2 separate regions of the Zea mays genome follow, and region 1 is linked to region 2. A link is a contact called in public Hi-C data. All regions are on one chromosome and are shown on one strand. Each heading gives the region's core, a stretch centred on a gene start, on an enhancer-like site or on the middle of the called end of the contact. The rest is flanking DNA. Distances are from core to core; before and after follow the strand shown. Region 1 has its middle 43 kb from the start of LOC103630408. Region 2 holds the start of LOC109940574.

What was found. A called contact is a pair of places that touch in the nucleus more often than the background predicts.
Region 1: a contact with region 2 is called in a Hi-C map of ear, with 3 times the contacts expected there. The contact joins the enhancer-like site here to the promoter of LOC109940574 in region 2. A contact is called at or near these places in 10 of 25 Hi-C or Micro-C datasets (bundle sheath, ear, endosperm and 3 more).

The regions. Positions count from the first base shown.
Region 1 is chr6:160,925,068-160,929,136 of Zm-B73-REFERENCE-NAM-5.0, reverse strand. No RefSeq gene overlaps it. Among protein-coding and RNA genes, the nearest start is that of LOC103630408, 43 kb to the left of the region's middle. Within about 2 kb of position 2,011, at least 16 of the 20 cell types and tissues checked have an H3K27ac peak or open chromatin away from gene starts, as enhancers often do. A contact at or near this core is called in ear, endosperm, leaf and 1 more, where this site is marked.
Region 2 is chr6:160,811,270-160,815,409 of Zm-B73-REFERENCE-NAM-5.0, reverse strand. It overlaps LOC109940574, which reads right to left and starts at 1,375. Exons shown (of 1, transcript NM_001365075.1): 1 at 671-1,375. The coding sequence starts at 1,144. The coding sequence ends at 926.

The DNA.
Region 1 (4,069 bases), core at 762-3,261, 110 kb before region 2:
AGGGATATCTACCCCCCCACGTTTACCTCCTCGAGTGATGCATAAATTTTGCCCGAAGCTATTTTCTTCCTGCTGGTACTTGTGTGGGTTGTTATATGCAATTTTGTTTCACCAAACTTCATCTCATACCTAGAAATGAGCTATTTTGGTCATGCATAAACAAGCTTTTCCGTGTCTATAAACGGGCTATTTTGGGCATGCATAAATGGGACGTGCTTGTGCCCGTCTGTGGGCCACGATTACGACCCAAGCACGACCCAATGCATTGGGTTGGGCTAACCCGACCTAAAATTATTTCATCTCATGTCGTGCCTTTTTTGTGGGGTCAGCCAACAAAACTCGCTCCAAATGTACAACTCTAGATAAGACGACCCGTAGGCTAGGCTCATCCACATCATTATTCGCATCAATACAGGACAAAAGGCACAACTTGCATTTAACGATGGAGCATATAGTTTATAGAAATATATACACTTAGTATGTGGTGACCGGTCTGGGTTTGTGCAGAAGAGGAACATTGGAAAAATTATGCATACGCCATGGATATTTTTGCATTGTTGTTTTAAACGGAAAATCCATTCAGTTGTCATGAAAATCGATTTCTACATAACTTTTGACTCGGTTAATTGGGAGAGGTTAATCTTGATCCTCGAGTGGAGATGCTTCACTCAGCTGTGGTGCGACTGGATGATAGATATTCTCACCTCTGGTAAATTGTCTATCCTCCTTAGGCCTTGTTCGTTTACGTCGGATTGCACCCGGAATCGTTCCGGCTAATCAAAGTTTATATAAATTAGAGAAGCAATCCGGTTAGGAATCGTTCCGACCCACCAATCCGGCACAAACGAACAAGCCCTTAATGGAGTTCATTGTCCTTGGATTCCATGCAAAATGGTCTTAGTCAAGGGGATCCAATCTCTCCCTATCTGTCCATCATTGTTGCTAATGTCCTTCGTCAGCTCATCAAACACAGAGGGGTCCAACATGACCTCCGCCATCATATCCTTGACAACGCTCCATGTCCTGTCTTACAATATGCGGATGACAGTATCATTATTGCTAGAGCTTCTGAGCAGGCTATTTTATATATCAAAAAAAGCCCTTAATGTTTTGCTTTAGCTATATGGGCCTGACTATTAAATACCAAAAGACCACTTTCCTCCTTGTGTGTGAGTGAATCCACTTCTCAATGGCTTGCTGGTATCCTTGGTATGGCTGTGTGACTGTGTCGGCCATTCCTTAACCACATCTCGGCCTCCCCCTCACTCCCTACAAAATAACCTCGTATGATTGTTATCCCCTGGTTGCATCTTGTGACCAAAATCTTTCTGGATGGAAAGCTAAGCTTCTAAATCGGGTCGTTCGGATGATCCTGGTTCAGAACGTCTTGAGTTCCATGCCTCTTCACTACATGTCCGTTGTGATCGTTCCTAACTCCGTGTGTTTTGAATGCCATCGACCAACGTAGGAGAGCTTTCTTTTGGACATATGTAACACCACAATATTTGAACCAACAAAAATTTCCAAGATTTAGTTTAATTTGTTAAGATTTGAGTGGTTTAGAATCATGAAGTACAATTTTAAACATATTTTTTTATATAAAGCAATTAAAACGAATCATAAGGTTGAACTGAGTGTGTTGCGCTCATACTGTTGCATAGTGTTTTTGAGTGTGTTACGGGTGACAGGGGTGAGAATTGCTTCCTCAATACAATCTACACTCATGTGCCGCACATAGAGGCGTCTGCCACATGCACGCCAAAAAAACAAAGGCCCATATACGAAGTTTATACATACGCATGCGCCAATATGACTAGATAGAGGTGTTTTTTTTTAAAAAAAAAATTAGTATAATTTTCAGTTTTTTAACATTTGCTTAAATAAAGAAGCTGTTGAAGTATACGTACACGTTAAAAAGCACTCCTCAAAATTTGTAGCCTGTGGTGTGTTCTTCCAGACTGGTAGCCAATACACGGGCTGAATACGGCCCATATGAGCATGCAACGGACATGAAATGGAAAAAGGAAAAAGTTTTTTTGCTACCTAGTTGGCTGGCGGCCCTGCTGGCCCCTCCGCCGTTGCTGACAATCGCCACCAATTCGGTGTAATCATCATGTGCCGGCGGCCGCCGTGTACAACCCGACCTGATCGAGCACTATACTACGTACACCGGAGCCGTTGGTCACCACTCATCACTCGCCACACGCCCAATCCGAGGACGCGGATTCCACCGTGACGACGCACTGAGCGGCCGGCCACACACGACGACGTCGAGGCCTCGCTCGAGGTCGAGGGTATGTACGTGACGTGCGTGCCCGTGGCCGGCGACCGGTTTGCTGCATGCGTTTGTCGGCTTTTCGCCCTAGCTAGCTAGCGCCTAGCACTTGAGGGCTGAGGCAGTAGGCACATGCACCGTGGTACGCGCGCGCGGCGGCGTCGGTACGGCGAGCCGCGAGCGACGGACGAGACGACGACGGGCAGGCAGGGCCAGCCGCGGTCGGCTGATGGCGGACGGCGGGTGTTGCTGCCGTACGTGCATGGATTCGGACACTCGGTGATCGGTGGTCTCCACTCGGCGCCCACGTACTAGTACTACGTCTGCTGCGCTGCCGGCCGGTGGTGCCGCCGTGCCGGGGGTACGCGTAGTACGTCGCCGCTGCCTTCGCTGGGTTTTTTGGATGGCAGTACAGGGACAGTACTACTAGCAGTACCGCATGCTAACGACTTGACGACGGTCCTGGTCTAGGTTTGTGCCTGCAGCTAGCCCGGCCTGCATGGCCTGGTCTAGGTTTGTGATGTCGATCCTCTGATGACCATGCATGATGACGGGATGGGATTCGTCCGTGCGGCTTCATTTCATTTGGATCGAGGTGGTCGTCGTACCGGCGAAAGCTGCAGCTTGTTCTCAGGTCTCACTCTCACGTACGTGCCACCACACCAGCAGCACTCTGATCGAAAAAGCTTACGATCAGGATCGATCTCTCGCAAGAACAACATGTGGAATATATGGAAGAAATCCAGCTCGATCAATAGAGGGTAATTAAGCGCTATATATAGGACTAGTGTTCAGGATAGCCTTGTAGTTGTGGACATCACCAAAGGAAAATCAAATGGAAAAGAAATCTAGCTCCGAAGAAGAAGAAGAAGAAGAAGAAGAAGAAGAAGAAGAAGAAAGATGTAATTTTTCTTTGTGTTTATAATTAACTCGGACGAAAACGGAGCGGTCTACACCGAATGGCATATATACCCATTGCATTGCGCAGTGGCGGAGCTCTATAAAATTAACGCCCCGGGCCACTCTATAAAACTTAAAGGTTAATTTAAACATTCCCTAATATATTGTACGGCTAAATATACCGCTAAAACAAAATATACAACAAAAATAAACTAACATAGTATTTACTTCAATTCAGCATCTAAAAATACAATAAACTTGATTAAAAATATACAAAGTACCTAATTAGAGATGATTTGGTCCTTCCCCCTCTAATAACTTCATCAACGTTAGCACGTGAATTTGAACCTACACATTCCTTACCGTAACTAGGAATGGCTAGCGGCTGGAGGTCTGGACGCCTGGCTAGCTGGTTGGAGACCGTGCTGGAACTGCTGGACGCATGTGACATGTCGTCACGCATGGCCGGACGGAGAGGCTCTACCGCTCTGGCCTCTGGACGCGGGTGCTGGACGCACTGCCGGACGGGGAGAAAACTGGCTTGGTTGGGCGTGGACGGCCGGACGGCTGGACTGGACACCTGGTCAACTGGCTGGGCGCGAACGACGGGAGGAGTCACGAGCGGGCGGACGGGACACCGCTGGACGCACGACGACACGAGCAGGGAGGCAGCGGCAGCCGCCAGCCGGCACGGACGCAGAATACGAACGCTAAGATCTGTACAGTTATGGTTTGATTTTATTTGGGCTAAAATCTCTACTGCATTTTTGTGTTACGACCCGGGCCACGGCCCAGGTGGCCCAGGGCCCATATCCGCCCCTGGCATTGCGCATGCTAGTAGTGCAAAATCACTTTCAGCCAGCACACACCAAGCATTTGCAGTAGCTCGTCACT
Region 2 (4,140 bases), core at 126-2,625:
AAGACCTTCGCCCATGGTCTCTCCATCCGTGGCATAAAAGTCAGCTTTTATCGATTTCAATCTCTAATCCAATGAAGATAGGGATGCACTTGTTATTCAAACGTACGAAGACTTTGTATCCTTTTGATGTGTATTGCCTTGGATACTAATAAAATTGCTTCCTTTATCAAACAAAAAAAAAACGTAGAAAGCTGTTGTCCTTAAAATTAGCCTTATTAGTATAGGTTATTTCATGTGAGTTTTATAAATGTTAAATAAGTTGGTATGTCATGTAAAGACGAAGAAGAGAGATAATAAAAGTTTTATAGAATAAAATTAGTACCACATGAAGAAGAAGAAGAAAACTTGTCTATATACACTGTTTTCAATAGCAGGGAACCTTAAAAGTTAGGAATTAGGAAATGAAACAAGAGTGGCCTCAGAAATAGTGCTCCCCACTAATCTCCTATTTATCTAGGAAAAGCTATGACGGCGGCCGCGTATACAAATATTCGTTTAGCTAACGACACGACAGAGGATGCTGCACTGCAGAGAGCTAAAAAGACACTCCACATCATCACAACTGACACCGACAGGGATTGCATACAAAAACCACACGTGCCATAACCATAACTACGTAATTAGCGCGAAGTTTGCGTGCGTACGCTCTCTTGACCAGCATAGCAGGAAATAAAAAGGCTTGGGTTGCCGTGCAAACGTGTTCGTCGCTGCAAAAGGACGGCGAACGAATCGCCAGCAGAGCCGACCAGGACCAGCTGCGACCGCCCGTCCAATTAAGCACGACATGATAATAAATGACATAGTACATAGTACGTACTACCGGTAAGACAAGGTAATCACGGCCGGAGTAGACTGCACACCCGCCTGCACGCAAGAGGCCGGCCGAGGCACGGAAAGCTAGGGCCAATCAGTTCGGCCAGGCCAATCAGTCATCTCGCGATCCATCGTGCATGCACCGTGCGACGAGCTGAGGCAGTGATGAGGCCACCACACCACACCACCCCAAGGCTGCCACTCTGGCCGGATGATGTTCCTTGGTCGACATGCCGCCGGGTCGGGGCCGGGGGGGCCCTGCCTGAACGTTCCGCTCGCGCCCGCGCCCGCGCCGAGGAGCAAGGGACCACTGTCGCTGGCAGCATCGCATGTTGCACGCACGACGCGTGCCTGCCAGTGCCAGACCCCAGGATCAGGACCCCCCGCGGCTGCCTGCCCTGCCCTGCCCTGCCGCTGCCGCACGCGAAGCTGGAGCGGACCGTGCCTCGCGGGCGACCGGCGGCCGTCCACCCTCCACCGCGTCGTGAACGCCCGCCGCCCGCACGGGATTCGTCCACCACCTGGGGCCTGCGGGGTGGGGCCGTGGGAGGGGAGGCTCACTAGTCACTAGCGTACAGGGGCCATAGGGGTCTCGATGATTCCGTTCACTGTACATGGCGGCGGATTCGGCTAACTCTGTGTGCTAGGCGCCGAGCCGGGTCAGCTGGATCCGAGGACTGTGCGGACAAGGACGTGTGATCGAAAAGGTAATTCCATTCCATGTGTGCGAAATCAGAACCCTCCAGCCTACGTGTCGACCGTTGAATGGAGCTTAACTTTAGCACACACTCATCTTTTCCCATCCTCCATTAGTTATAGTAGTTGCCATTTGGGCGTGTTCGTGCGAGGCAAACAAGATGTAAAGGAGGTGCTGAACTAGACAAGGACGCTAATTAGATTACAAATATATTAAATTTGAGTTTTGAGACTATTGTTTTCTTATGGAATATACGAGGATCTTAAGACAAGCTTGCATACGTGCTAGCAATTTTTCTAAGTACTAGATTGTAAAAAGTATTACTAATACTTATATCTTCAGACCCTTGTCGTTCGGGTTGATAATGAGTTATTGCCAACATGGTTAGTACTTTGACGTGAGTTTTAGACTAACCCGGGTATGAGATTATGTATTGTGCAATCATATCTCCCGGCTTGTGACTGCAGGTGTGCAGTACAGAGACGGTGGTCGACGATGAAAGTGAAGATCATACGGGTTCGTGCCGATGGGCCGGGAGCGATGAAGGACGAGCGCTCGGCCTTGATCGATGGATTGGAGAAGCCATGTGACTACCTTGGTGGCTGACACTTGGGATATGCACCAGTGTGAGGACGTGGCAGAGCGGATCGTGTCGTTGGCGTAGTCGAGGACTGGTGGGACACATGTCCAGGACGTCGGGGGATGCGTATGGAGTACGCTACTCATGACAGTTTGGTGGTTGATCGTCAAAACCACCCCAACGTTACAGAGGGCTGGTTCGTTGGGCCTCAAAACTTGGTGGTACGGTTCCGGCGGGAATCGAGGGCGGCACATGGTGTCATCACGAAGGGTGTGCCGAGGGGTGGCAACTTCGTGAAGAGCTCGTGGCCGTCGAATGGAAAACCTAGGAGTTGGTTCATTTTGCCCCTGACTGAGTGGATAGGCTCTATGTATCTAGAGGTGGTTTATAACCCCCTATAAAATAGGTGGGAGGGCTAGTTGTTTCACCCATATCTTTTGGCACTTGTTTCATAGCACTTAGTTTTCACTCCTAGGTTGCTAGAGTTTTAGCGCGGAGATCCACATGTGTTTCATAATCTGCATCTATGTACTTGAGAATGTGAGAAAGTGTGACCGCATCCACACTTGGCACATGGTGCTTTTGAAGTTCAATTCAAATCTGATTTGAGTTTGCACTTGTTTGAGTTCTTGCTCTTCTCTCCTCCCTTCTCTCTTCGGATTTTGGAAGAACCTTCTAGTTCTTGAGTTGAGGTTTGTTTTAGGGATTGTCTTGGGGTAAGATATAGCCTTTGGATCACTACAATCATCTGGTTCGAGCAGTTTGTGGTCGTGAACTGATCTCGTTTTGTTTTGAGGTGAGAAAACCCCAACAAAACCCCTTTCAACTCGAGATTTTAAATCTATTTGCGGAGTTTTGATTTGTTCGAGTTCAAACTTCATGAAACATCTTCTATCCCTCTGCGCTTGTTGCTATGAAAATTTGAGATCATTATGTTCAAGTTTTAATGCACGGTACAACCACTCCACTGCGCGGCACTGCCGCTACCCGTCATTGCGAGCCATCATAGCAGCACTGCCAGTACATAGTGTGTGGCTCCTTTGTGGCCATGTAGCTCCATTTAGTGGATGTTTGGACGGGCACTGCCGCTGCCCGTCATTGCGAGCCATCATAGCAGCACTGCCAGTACATAGTGTGTGGCTCCTTTGTGGCCATATAGCTCCATTTAGTGGATGTTTGGATGCTCTGTACTTTCGTTTAGTCTAGGTTTTGGATATCAATTAGAAGGACTAAACATACGGTAAAACTAATTGCATAAGTCATGGCTAATTTGTGAGACGAATCTGCTAAGTTTAATTAATTCATGATTAGCATAATTTTCATGTAGCAAAATATAGATTCGATTCACGAATTAGCCATGACTTATGCAATTAGTTTTTATATTTAGTTCATGTTTAGTCCTCCTAATTTGGTATCCAAAACATGAACTAAACTTTAGTCCAGGAGATCCAAATACCCTTTTAGTATTGGTTAGTGGCTAGAACCGGTAAGGGATGTCTAGAACGTGGCTACTCTACAGCCACACCAACCACAGTTGAAGCCACTAACGAGTTGAAGATATCAATTGGTACCGGCCATAAAACAAGTACTGATCGAAGAGTGAAGACTGACAACTTTAGTCCCAATTATTATTCTTTAATCAACTTTAGTACCAAACTCGCAATTATTATTACTTAATCAATAATTAGTAGACACAAATGCACATTCCACATGGTCCTGGACTCCTGCCCTGCATATATATCCACACACTTGTGAGTGTACCCTCTCTTAGCTCCAGATGACCAGATGCCAGGATGGGACTTAGGAATCGTATCATCATTGTCTTGTCACCTGACATTAGGCGGTCCCCGTCTATACAGCATTCATATACTGCCCAAGCACATTACCCAAATTCAACTCGTGAGAGTAATTCCCAGGCTTTTGCTATTTCAGTTATGTTTTGAGAAGAATCTGGCACAGTAACGGTCGGTTTAATTTCTGCTGTGGATCATTGCAAATAAAAAAAAGACGTAATTGGACGCCGTCTTTGCGACTTTTCTTCCATGTGATA